Linked DNA regions of Mus musculus: regions 1, 2 and 4 are each linked to region 3. A link is a contact called in public ChIA-PET, HiChIP or PLAC-seq and promoter capture Hi-C data. All regions are on one chromosome and are shown on one strand. The core of a region is the stretch at or near the end of the contact, and the rest is flanking DNA. Distances in the headings are between cores, read along the strand shown.

Evidence for each region. Promoter capture Hi-C pulls out the DNA fragments that hold promoters and counts their contacts. ChIA-PET counts read pairs in DNA pulled down with a chosen protein or histone mark. HiChIP or PLAC-seq counts read pairs in DNA pulled down with a chosen protein or histone mark.
Region 1: a FOXA1 HiChIP or PLAC-seq map of pancreatic cancer cells shows a contact between it and region 3. The contact joins two enhancer-like sites. A contact is called at or near these places in 2 of 115 datasets of contacts at active chromatin or transcription factors (microglia and pancreatic cancer cells).
Region 2: a promoter capture Hi-C map of liver shows a contact between it and region 3, with 1.8 times the contacts expected there. The contact joins the promoter of Slc36a1 here to the enhancer-like site in region 3. A contact is called at or near these places in 3 of 39 promoter capture datasets (embryonic stem cells, liver and pre-B cells), 2 of 484 Hi-C or Micro-C datasets (the N1E-115 cell line and liver) and 1 of 115 datasets of contacts at active chromatin or transcription factors (pancreatic cancer cells).
Region 4: a contact with region 3 is called in an RNA polymerase II ChIA-PET map of memory CD8 T cells, with 100 read pairs. The contact joins two enhancer-like sites. A contact is called at or near these places in 1 of 15 datasets of contacts at CTCF or cohesin (large pre-B cells), 2 of 484 Hi-C or Micro-C datasets (brain and cortical glia), 3 of 115 datasets of contacts at active chromatin or transcription factors (bone marrow-derived dendritic cells, large pre-B cells and memory CD8 T cells) and 3 of 9 other capture datasets (adipose tissue, liver and pancreatic islet).

The regions. Positions count from the first base shown.
Region 1 is chr11:55,235,740-55,238,439 of GRCm38.p6, forward strand. Slc36a1 (solute carrier family 36 (proton/amino acid symporter), member 1) reads left to right here. Exons shown (of 11, transcript NM_153139.4): 11 at 1-591. Among named protein-coding and RNA genes, the nearest start is that of Slc36a1, 33 kb to the left of the region's middle. Within about 2 kb of position 1,327, at least 11 of the 459 cell types and tissues checked have an H3K27ac peak or open chromatin away from gene starts, as enhancers often do. A contact at or near this core is called in pancreatic cancer cells, where this site is marked.
Region 2 is chr11:55,203,049-55,205,758 of GRCm38.p6, forward strand. Slc36a1 (solute carrier family 36 (proton/amino acid symporter), member 1) reads left to right here and starts at 1,292. Exons shown (of 11, transcript NM_153139.4): 1 at 1,292-1,440.
Region 3 is chr11:54,935,318-54,938,017 of GRCm38.p6, forward strand. Tnip1 (TNFAIP3 interacting protein 1) reads right to left here. Exons shown (of 19, transcript NM_001199275.2): 5 at 2,630-2,700; 6 at 1,144-1,224. Among named protein-coding and RNA genes, the nearest start is that of Tnip1, 26 kb to the right of the region's middle. Within about 2 kb of position 1,359, at least 149 of the 459 cell types and tissues checked have an H3K27ac peak or open chromatin away from gene starts, as enhancers often do. A contact at or near this core is called in the N1E-115 cell line, embryonic stem cells, liver and 2 more, where this site is marked.
Region 4 is chr11:54,616,483-54,619,182 of GRCm38.p6, forward strand. The region is part of intron 7 of Rapgef6 (Rap guanine nucleotide exchange factor (GEF) 6); the gene reads left to right. Among named protein-coding and RNA genes, the nearest start is that of Rapgef6, 95 kb to the left of the region's middle. Within about 2 kb of position 1,314, at least 18 of the 459 cell types and tissues checked have an H3K27ac peak or open chromatin away from gene starts, as enhancers often do. A contact at or near this core is called in memory CD8 T cells, where this site is marked.

The DNA of each region.
Region 1 (2,700 bases), core at 77-2,576, 300 kb after region 3:
GGGGAAAGCGGGCCATGTGGCTCATCTTTGAAACTGTGGTCAATACTTGAAGGCACTTTAGTCCTGCTGGCCGCGCCAGCTTCCGTCTGGCCGGTGTCTTCTTTTTCTGTGTGTCCCGAGCCATTCACTGGTCAGAGACATTAAACCGTGCTCATAAGCAGTTATCAAAAAAAAGCAGCAGAAAATGAGGCTGGAAGGAGCCTGGTGTTTACCCTGTTCTTTGGTTTAAATCAAGCCGATGTTGAAGAAGCTGGAATTTTTTTTTTATGAATAATAAAATCCCACGTCTATATCGTAAAGCTGTCAGTATATGTTGAAATCAAGGAACGAGAGAACTGCCCTACAGAGAGTCTTAACAGCCAGACAGTACCGTGTGCTGGCGCCTACCTGGATGTGCATTGCGTACACGCGTGGGGCATGTCAGAGCTTCAGATGTGCATTGCGAACATGCATGGGTCATGTCATAGCTTCAGATGTGCATTGTGTACATGTGTGGGTCATGTCAGAGCTTCTAGGTCTCATTTGGGTTGCACATATGGATCTTGTGTTAAATTTCCACTTCAATAAATGAATTTTATTTTTTATTTTTGAGAGGTTGCAAACTGTGTCTTTGTTTTCACACTTCAGGGAAAAAAAATCACTGAGTTAGGACAATCTGACAAAGGGACAGGGGTCTGAGAAAGGGAAAGCAACCCTGTTTCCCTAAACCACTTCGATATTCTCCCGAAATCCTGGGTCGCCTTCTGCATATACCAGTGGGTAGTTTTAGGGATCAGCTTGGTTTTTCAGTCAAATATGAGCCTGGGTGTTTGCAAATGTTAACATTTAGAGCAGTTGACAAAGTAAAGATTACCCTTGCTAGTGTGGGTGGCTTCATCACATCCAAAAGTTCTTAAACCGTGGCCTCCCTGAGGAGGAATCCTATCTCCAGACCACAAGACCAGCTTCTCAGCTTCCACACTTGAGTGGAGACCAGCCCTAGGAACTGTACACCTGTCAGCCACAGCTAAGCTAGTTCTCCTTTGAAATTTGTTTCTATATTCTCTCTCTCTCTCTCTCTCTCTCTCTCTCTCTCTCTCACACACACACACACACATACACACACACACAGAGAGAGAGAGAGAGAGAGAGAGAGAGAGAGAGAGAGAAAGAGAGAGAGAGAATTTACCTACATTAACTGAAATGCCTACTGAGTCACCAGGCAGAATAAATAATTAGGTCACAATTGCATGTGTGGCCAACCACTCATGTTCCTTGTCTGGTGCATGACTGTGTGTGCACACATACACTGAGTCAACCCAAGGTCCCAAAGAAAGAGCCAGTCAGTCTTTACAGGCCACCAGCTGGTACAAGGAACCACAACACAGCAGGGGGCACAAGGAACTAGAACACAGCAGGGGTCGGTACCAGAGTTCCTGTGCTTCTCCTGGTACCTGCCTCTTCCCTTTGCTTACAGCCTCAGCCAGGAGGGTGAAGGGAGTGTCAGAAGGATGCGGGGCTTAGAAAACTGAAGGGAGTCAACACTTATTTACATGATCGTCTGCATCAAGGCTCCATTCCTATGTAATGGCTATAATTCAAACCCCAGATCTCCAAGTTCTTCAAGGTAAGCCCTGCTCTGCTGGAGACATGCGTATGACTGACAGTGAGCTGACCGGTATGACTGACAGTGAGCTGACCCGGCTTTCCTAGGTAGGCAGCCTCTTCATTTCTGCCCTTTGCAGATGTGCTTGGAGACCGTGAATCTTGAATGGTACATTTGTCCTAGACCAGCAGCTCTCAGTCTCCTTTCGGAGATGGGAGGTTGAATGACCCTTTCACAAGAGTCCCCCTAAGACCAATGGAACACACACGCATTTACATCATGAATCATAATAGTACCAAAAATACAGTTATGAAGTAGCAACAAAAATAATTTTATGGTTGGGGTCACCACAACACGCAGAACTGTATTAAAGGGTCGCAGCATTAGGACGGTTGAGAACCGCTCTCATAGACCATGGTCTCCCTCATCTTTTTAAATAGATTGAATTCTGATCTACATATAGCAAAATTTGCCTATTTTTCAATGTGCAGCTTGGTGAGACCATATCAATAAAAATGTCGAAGGTTGGGGCTGGAGGAATGGCTCAGTGGTTAAGAGCACTGACTGCTCTTCCAAAGGTCCCGAGTTCAAATTCAGCAACCACATGGTGGCTCACAACCATCCATAATGAGATCTGATGCCCTCTTCTGGTGTGTTGGGAGACAGCTACAGTGTACTTAACATGTAATAAATAAATAAATCTTTAAAAAGAAATGTAGATGGTTGCCTTCTAAAATATATTGTGATAATATGCATATATATGTGTGCAAGTGTGCACACCTAGATGTTGGGTATCCTGCTTACTCCCTGGAGACAAGATTTCTCACTGAACCTGGAGCTAGGCTGGATGTTAGCCAAATCCGGAAATTCTCTAGTCTGCCCCTATGACACAGGCTGTAAGCATGTATGTCCATACCTTAGGTTTTAATGTGGGTTCTGGGTATCTGAACACAGGTCTTCACGCTTGTGCAGAAAACATTCTTACCCACTGAGCCACCTCCCATCTCTCCATTCTACTCTGCCCTTGGCCCTGGAGCAAAGGTGTGCGGATGTGTGGACTACTCAGAGGCTGGCTGCCTTTTCAATGGTAATGGTAGAATCATGTTTTGAGACGT
Region 2 (2,710 bases), core at 42-2,541, 270 kb after region 3:
CTCTGTGTGTATGGAGTACATGTATGTATGTGTGAGGTGTATGGAACATATGCATATGTGTATGTATGTATGTATGTATGTATGTATGTGTGAGGTGTATGAAGTATATGTGTGTGTATGGAGTATATGTATGTGTGTGTGGTATATGGAGTGTGTATGTGTGTGTGGTGTATGAAGTATGTGTATGTGTGAAGTTGTCTTTGCATCTCTGTGTGTGTGGTATATGGAGTATATGTATGTATGTGTGGTATATGTTTGTATGAGTATATGTGTATATGTGTCTGTGATGTATGGAGTATATGTTGTTTGTGTGTGTGTATGTGTGTGTGTGGTGTATGGAACATATGTGCATGTACGTATGTGTGTGGTGTACGAAATATATGTGTGTACATGGAGTATATGTACGTGTGTGGTGTATGGAGTATATGTATGTATATGGTGTATGGAGTATATGTCTGTGTGTATGTGGTGTATGGAGTATATGTATGTGTGTGTTTGTGGTGTATGGAGTATATTTATGTGTGTGGTGTATGGAGTGTGTGTGTGTGTGTATGTGTATGTGTGTAGCATATGGAGTATGTGTGTGTGTGTGTGGAGTGGGGCATCGGGGAGTCAGATGGTGACATTGTCTGCTTGAGTTGTTCCCTCAACTTTTTTTCCCCACAGGTTCTCTCACTGAACCTGAGCCCACTGTTTTGGCTAGATCAGTTAGTCTGCTGAAGAGACCAAGGGATCCTTCTGCTCTGGCCCCAAGCTCTGGTGTTACTGGCACACATTGTCTTGCCTGGCTCTTTATATGTACTGGGAATCTTAACTCAGGTTCTTATTGTATCCAGTAAACCATTTTCCCAGTAGCCCCTTTTAAATTTTTTTGAAGCAAGGTATCTTTAAATCACCCAGGGTATCCTTGAACTCACTCTATAACCCAAACAGGCCTTGAACTATTTTTCTTCTCTGCTCTGGTATTGCAGTCTTGTACCATCAGGCTTAGCTGCACGATTTATTTTTTAAAAGGTGCAAACTTGTGATTATAAACCAGTAAATGCACGTTAATATATGCTGAACAAATAAATTTTAGCAAGGCTAAAAATTACGGATATTTTGCATGCCGACTTCCCTGGAGACTGCCTCAAAATCTAGGTCGTCTGCCTTAGCTCTGTGGTGGTCTCAGAAGCACTGCCCTTTCTGAAGCAGCGGCTGACGGCCGCCAGGTGGCGCTGCAGAACAAGGGTCCGGGAGGAGGAGCACGGAATGGAGCGGCACGTGACCTGGGCTAGGGAGCCAGCATCACGTGACAGGGCCCGGAAGCGGCTGTCCAGGAGGCTAGAAAACCATGGCTAGGGGTCGGCGCTGAGGCTACGCGAGGTGGGCTGAGCAGGAGCGGGAGCCAGAGCCGGAGCCGGAGCCGGAGCGGGAGCCCGGGCCGGGCAGGGCCGACCGGTGAGTAGTGCGTGCCCTGCGCTGCAGTCGGGAGTCACCTCCTGCTGTAGCACCTCCCGCCAAACGGATGCTGCTGCTCAGGGACAGGTCACCCGTGGGGTGGGGTCTCCCATGCACCTTTGACAGGTGTTCAGTCATAGTTCCCAGGTGACATCGGCAGTCACTGACGGCTAGCTCGGACCAACCCTTCGTTTGCAGATGTGGCTGTTCGAGCTATGCCCTTGCCTTGGGTCACAGGGTACCAGACCGCAACTCCTTTCCTCCGAGAGTAGGGGAAACTGAGGTCCAGGGCTGTGTGTGGGCTTCCGAGGTATCCCTGCAGCAGGGTGTCAGCTTCTGCAACTGTTTGTTTTCTGCCACGTTGCCATCTGCGGGGAAACTCGCCCTGTGAAAAGGCACTTGTCCCTTCCGCTGTGGGTCGCGCGTCCTTGTTTAGCTCCGCTGTGTCTGGGCTCTCCACGCCAGGCTTGAGTTCTGGGTGTGGTTCTGTTCACTGATGGCTTTTTCCTTTCCTTTCCTTTCCTTTCCTTTCCTTTCCTTTCCTTTCCTTTCCTTTCCTTTCCTTTCCTTTCCTTCTTTTTTCCTCTCTCTCTCTCTCTCTCTCTCTCTCTTTCCTCATCACTCAGCAGGCTTCGTTTCTAACCGTTCTGCAGTTTTGTGGAAGTCACTTAGAAATATGAAATAGGACCTGGGATAGACTGGAGGGACCAAGAGAGCTCTAGGGCATGAAAAGCACAGATGTTAACTTGAAGACCGCTTGCTTTTTGTTTTGTTTTCTGAAATTTGACAGATTCAGGTAGCGACTGCTTATATGGATGGAATTAGGGGGTGGGGGCTTGTTGAGTCAGGATAGCAACATAGTGTCCTGGAAGGAATTGACTTTGGGGAATCTGCAGAGCGTGTTTTAGCTTTTGCCTCTTGCTTGATGCCTTAGGTGACTTTGAATCCTCCCTCACCCGGGTTTACATTTTCAGTGTATGAATGATGGTAGGGTCCTTTTGTTATGAAACTCATATTTTTCCTGTTTGATTTTGTTAGGAGAGATTTACCCCCTCCTTGTAATCTGTAGGCAGTAGCCTACAACAAGAGTAGATCTTGTTCTAAAAGAATTTTACCTGTTTCTAATTGTCTTGAATCTGCCCCCCCCCCATTTATGGCTCAACTAGACATTCATAATTTTAGTTGTCTTTCTCATGACCAAGATCTCTTTTGCCTCTAGTTTGCATCCTAATTTATAGTAACTAACAGGTACATTAGTGCATAGGGTTTT
Region 3 (2,700 bases), core at 109-2,608:
GCAGAATCAGTCTCCAATTGCACGTCCCTTTCCTACCACAAAGGACTAGGAGTGGCCAGGGCTGATCTCTGGAGGTGTATCAAGTGCTCAGGTTTCTCCAAGTAGCCTACAAGCTTCCAGCAGGAGTTGGTGTACTCCTGAGCTGGCGTAGACAGACTTTAATGGAAAAGGTAAGTTATCAGCCCATGACTGCGCGCTGAAACCTTTCTGAGCGAGGGAACCTCGCCTGCTCTCAGTCATGTCTCAGTCCTCAGGGACAGAACAGGACGAGATGCATATGGTCCCAGGAGACAAAACACAGAGCATCCTGACAGGGCGATCCTCTCAGCACTGAAGGTTAAATGCTGGTGTGAGATGGGGTGGTGTTTGCAGGTGAAGGGGAGGCCAAGTAGAGCTGGCATAGCAACAGTTTAATGGTCTATAGTGGGGCATGCTTCATGGTATGGACTTAGGAGAAGAGGCAAGAGGTTTGCCTCACACGAAAACAAAGCAAAACAGAACAGAATAAAGCAAACATTAAATAGGAGGGAGGGATGAGGAAAAGACAGGACTTTAAGGTCTCTGACAAATCTTGAAGATCTTTCACAGCAGCTCTCCAAGTCTGGCATTTTAAGAAAGAACAGAAGGACTGCACGGCTGGACTAAGGTTAAACACTGCAAGGTAGGAATGTGGATTTGAGCAGCCCCTCCGAAGCTGGAGAAACGCGTGCACCCCACTTGTGAACACAAAGTGTAACCTCCGGGCCATCTGCCCCTGGGAGGAGCCAAGGACAAGCACAAAAGGGTAAATCACTCCCACCCCTCCCATCAGCACCAGGCCGACCCTTTCCACACCTACAGACCCAAGAGGCTGAGTCACTGTAACTGACAGAAAGGTGATTGGTCCAGAGGCCAGTGGGGCTGGCAAGTGGCCCAGGCTTTCACAACAGTGGGGTGCCTGTGTGCCCCAAGCTGGGGAAGTCACCAGCGGGGGATTTGCATATGAGAGTAAGAAGCACCCCATGCTATAGCCCCTCTGTGTCCCCCATGTAACTACAGGGGACCCAAGGGATCTGAGTGTCGTGTCACGAAAGGGCAGGTGACAGACAGAGAGGAAAGAAAAGGATGTGCTGGAGGTGGGGGCGGGGATGCCTGTCTGCTCACCATCATGTTCGTAGGGTGGCTGCCAGTTTCGGGTGAATTCTGCTCCTCAGTAGGGACCACTTCAAAGTCCGAGGAGGCGCCCTAGGTAGAAGGAAGTTAGTAGCTGCCCATGATAAACGGACCCTGCCCCCAAGGAAGACAGAAGGGCAAACAGTGCAGAGTTCCTAGAGGCAATAGTCACACACTATTCATGAGATCACCCAAGAACCACAGGACTGCCATCACCCTCCTTGTGATCTGAGGTCATACCCCTCCATGGCCATTATTTATCAGTGAAACAGGGGTGTGGGTCGAGCCAACCTTGAAACAGTATTATTTATTTGCTCTCTCTCTCTCTCTCTCTCTCTCTCTCTCTGTGTGTGTGTGTGTGTGTGTGTGTGTGTGTGTGTGTGTGTGTGTGTGTGTGTGTGTTGGAACGGATGAGGAAACCAAGTTCACAGAGTCAACACACAAGCCAAGACTCTGCACAAGCTGGCAGATCCTGCCAAAGCAACCAAGCTATCTCCTGGGCTCAGGTGCCTCTTGTCACCCTGGCTGGCAGCAGCTACTACAGCCACCACCAAGGGAGGCCCTGCACCAGCCTCACCAACTCAACCCAAAGGTCATCCCAGGAGAGGACTGACCTGAGAACACTAAGGCCGCTCTGCAATGTGTCATCAACCAAGGCGCAGACTTCACTGGCTGTTCAATCAGCTGAGGAGCCCAGAGTTCATCTGAACCTGGCTCTAAGAGACCCTTAAATGTGGCGTGACTGGGGCTGGGGAGATGGCTCAGTGGGTGGAACATTCGCTACACCAGCAGGAAGACCTAACTTGGGATTTCCCAGCACCCATATAAACAGCACAGCTGGGCATCCCTAACTCACAGCTCAGCACGGGAGTGGACAGAGACAAGAGGATCCCTGGGGTACTGGCTTATCTGGAGATGGCAAGCTCTGGGTTCAGTGAAGAGATGTAAGGGATAAAGCAAGGAGCAGGAGACCTGATGCCCTCCTCTGTCCTCACCAGAACACACTCCACGCATATACCTCTTCCTTCATACCCCACCAAAAAACCCCCAAACCAAAAACACCCTCCTGACCTGCTTTCCCTGTCCTGGATGGGGTAGGACAGATGGGAGAAACCAGCCCAGCTGGCCACCAGTCAGAGCCACCATGACCCCATCTGTGGTCTCAGCTTGGAAAAGACCCACCTTCTGACCATCTGAAGGATCTGGCCCTATGATGCCAGGCTACACTTCTCCATTGAGCCTGCAGCACATGGTTTCTGAGCATCTTGGAAGTATGTGTCTGTGCCCAGTTAGTGAGCATGGTCACGTTAGATAGCTCAGGAAATGAGAGAAAACTCCTTGTTTGATCAGGACCTTCCTGGTCATGAGAACCATGACTTTCACCTCAAAATGGCAAGCTGTCCCATCCCAGCGCTCCAGACTGATGTGTGGCGGGAAGAGCTTTAGGTAACCAGTCACAGCTCCAAATGCAACTTACATTGGACGGAGATTTGGAGGCTGGCTCGGGCTTCTCCATGGAGTTTCCCGTGGTGGCGGTGGCGGTGGTGG
Region 4 (2,700 bases), core at 64-2,563, 320 kb before region 3:
CCATCTGCCATCTGGTTCTGTATTCCATTAGTTTCCTACAGCACTTAGAGTCTGCTTCATGGCAAGAGTACATGCTGCTGGACCCTCAGCATGCTTTTTCTTAGCTGTGTTTTTGGTGTTTTGTGTGTATTTATTATCAGAATAAATTTATGCAGATGGGAGTTTATGTTTTTACTGATCTTGTTTCTTTTGCTGAGTCAAGCACTGTGGTACTTAGAAGTAATCTAGAAAAAAATTCAAGGTGAATAATATTTGAAGTAAATACCAGTATTGGTTTCAAGGTAAATGGCAAAATATCTCTGCTAACTAAAATGTTGGTCTGTAAGGCAGAGGAGAGAAATGGACAGGGCTATCCTGGACTGCAGAATTGTGGAAGATTTCATTGCACAAAATTCTCCTCTGACCAAGAAGACAAGATGAGCTTAAAAGCTGAATGGTCCCTGAAAAGGGAACCTGGACATGATGATGCTGAAAGGAAAAGCATTGAAAATATGAAGTGCTGGCTTAACACTTAAACCTCAATTTTAAATGTGGTTTTTATAAGTTTGTATAACATTTTCATTAAACATGTGGCACCTTTTACTGTAGCTTCATGTTTAGTTGCAAACAGGAAAGAGATATTCTCTGATGGTTTATTTGGTGAAGGCCAACTCATCGTAGAGTCAGCTTGTACTCACCGCATTATATGTACAAAGTACATGTGACAGGAAAGGAAAACCAAGAGAGGTTTAATCCTTGTCCTACTAGACCCCTGTGCTTAACCTATTTATCATAATCTTTTTAATGATCTGCCTAGGGCGGGCTCAGTTTGCTAACTATCCTACAAAAGTGAGTCTCCTACCATCTCTTAATATTATCATTCTAATCCTGTGATTATTCTGCTCCTTTTAGTCGACCATTGTCCATCTCTTCCATTTGAGTCTTCATATTTACTCTCTTAACCATGCCAACCACCAGTGTTACTCTGGGCTGGTCTAGAACTCAGGGATTCAGTCTTTCATATGTTGGGATTGTAAGCGTGAGCCACCACATATAGTTAAATTTATTCATCTGTTCATTTTACAGTTAATGAGAATCCTTCTTTTTGCTTTAAAGTACATGTTGGTTACAGAATAGGATATTGTATATGAGATACTATCATAGTCCATTCAAGCTGCTGTTTCAAAAAAAAATGCCGTGCACTGGGTAGCTCACAAACAGTAGAAATTCACTTTTCATGGTTTTAGATGCTGGGAATTCCAAATTACAGTAATGACAAATTTGCTATCCTGTGAAAGATCTCTTTCTGATCTGTAGATGGCACCATCTAGCTATTTCCTCATATGGAAGAAAGGTTGGATGGGCTTCCTCTGGCCTCGTATAGTACTACCCGTGAGGCACTACCCATTCATGAGGATTCTAATAACTTGGTGAGGTTTTAGCTGCTCAGAGGCTCCACCTTCCAGCACCATCATCTTGAAGTTAAGATTTCTTTCTATTAAGAATTTTTAGGGTGTTGGAGAGATGGCTCCATGTAAGAGCACTTGTGATTTTGGCTCCTAGCTCCATATAGCAGCTCACAACCATCAATAACCCCAGTGCAGGGAATTAGATGCCCTTTTCTGACCTCTGTGGACACCAGGCACACATGCAGTTTACTTACAATACATGTAGCCAAAACATTCATATACATATAATGAAAATAGTTATAATTTTTATGGGCTGGAGAGATAGTGCAATGGTTAAGAGTACTGACTACTCTTCCAGAAATCCTGAGTCCAATTTCTAGCACCTACATGGTAGCTCACAGCCATTTTTAATGGTATGTGATTCCCTCTTCTGGTGTTCATGAAGACAGAGCACCACTCATATTCATAAATAAATGAATAACTCTTTTTTAAAAAGTTTTAGGATCTGGGGATATGCCTTGGCTAAAGGAGCCTTGGGTGGCCCTATATTTGATGCCTAGCACTGTTGAAAAGGGAGGAAGATGTATGTAGCCCAGTTAGTAGAGTGCTTACCGTTACCATTAGGTTCAACCTTAGCACTTCATAAACTGAGCATAGGAGCATATACCTATAATCCTAAATGGCAGCAGGAAGATCAGAAGTTTAAAGGCCTTCTTGGCTACAGGTCAAGGCCCATCTGGGCCACATGAAACCCTGTCTCAAAAAGGAAAAGAGGATAATGGTCCAGGCCATAGCAGCAGACTGTTACAAACCATCTTTTCTAGTCTTAAAGGAGCTCATTGTATATTCATTCTGGATTATTAACTACTTAAAAATAAAGAGGAATCCAAAGGCACTATAAATTGTGCATAAAGCAAGACTAAGTTGTCATCTGAGCCCTAATGTGAATTAACAAAGGCCAGAAGATTAATATGCTGGCCCACAGAGAAAATGTGGAAGCAGTTCTGACAGCAGGGAGGCTGTAATTGCAGATACGGCTTTCTTTCCTGCCTGTCTCTAAGGTCGTTTTGTGTCCTATGGCTTACCTGTTTTTTCTCCATTCTTCTCTGTGATCCTGTTGCTGGCACTCTTTCTCTGCCCAGTATGTTGTATTTCTGTTGCTTCATTGCTCTTTCTGGTTCTGCTTCTCTTACTCAAGAGTTCTCCTTCCCATTTCCCTGCCTCTCCTCTTCCTGTTCATTTTTAGCTTTGTTCCTATTTTTAACTCTTTGAAACTTGTATTTATGGTCACATACACACATATTTATACATC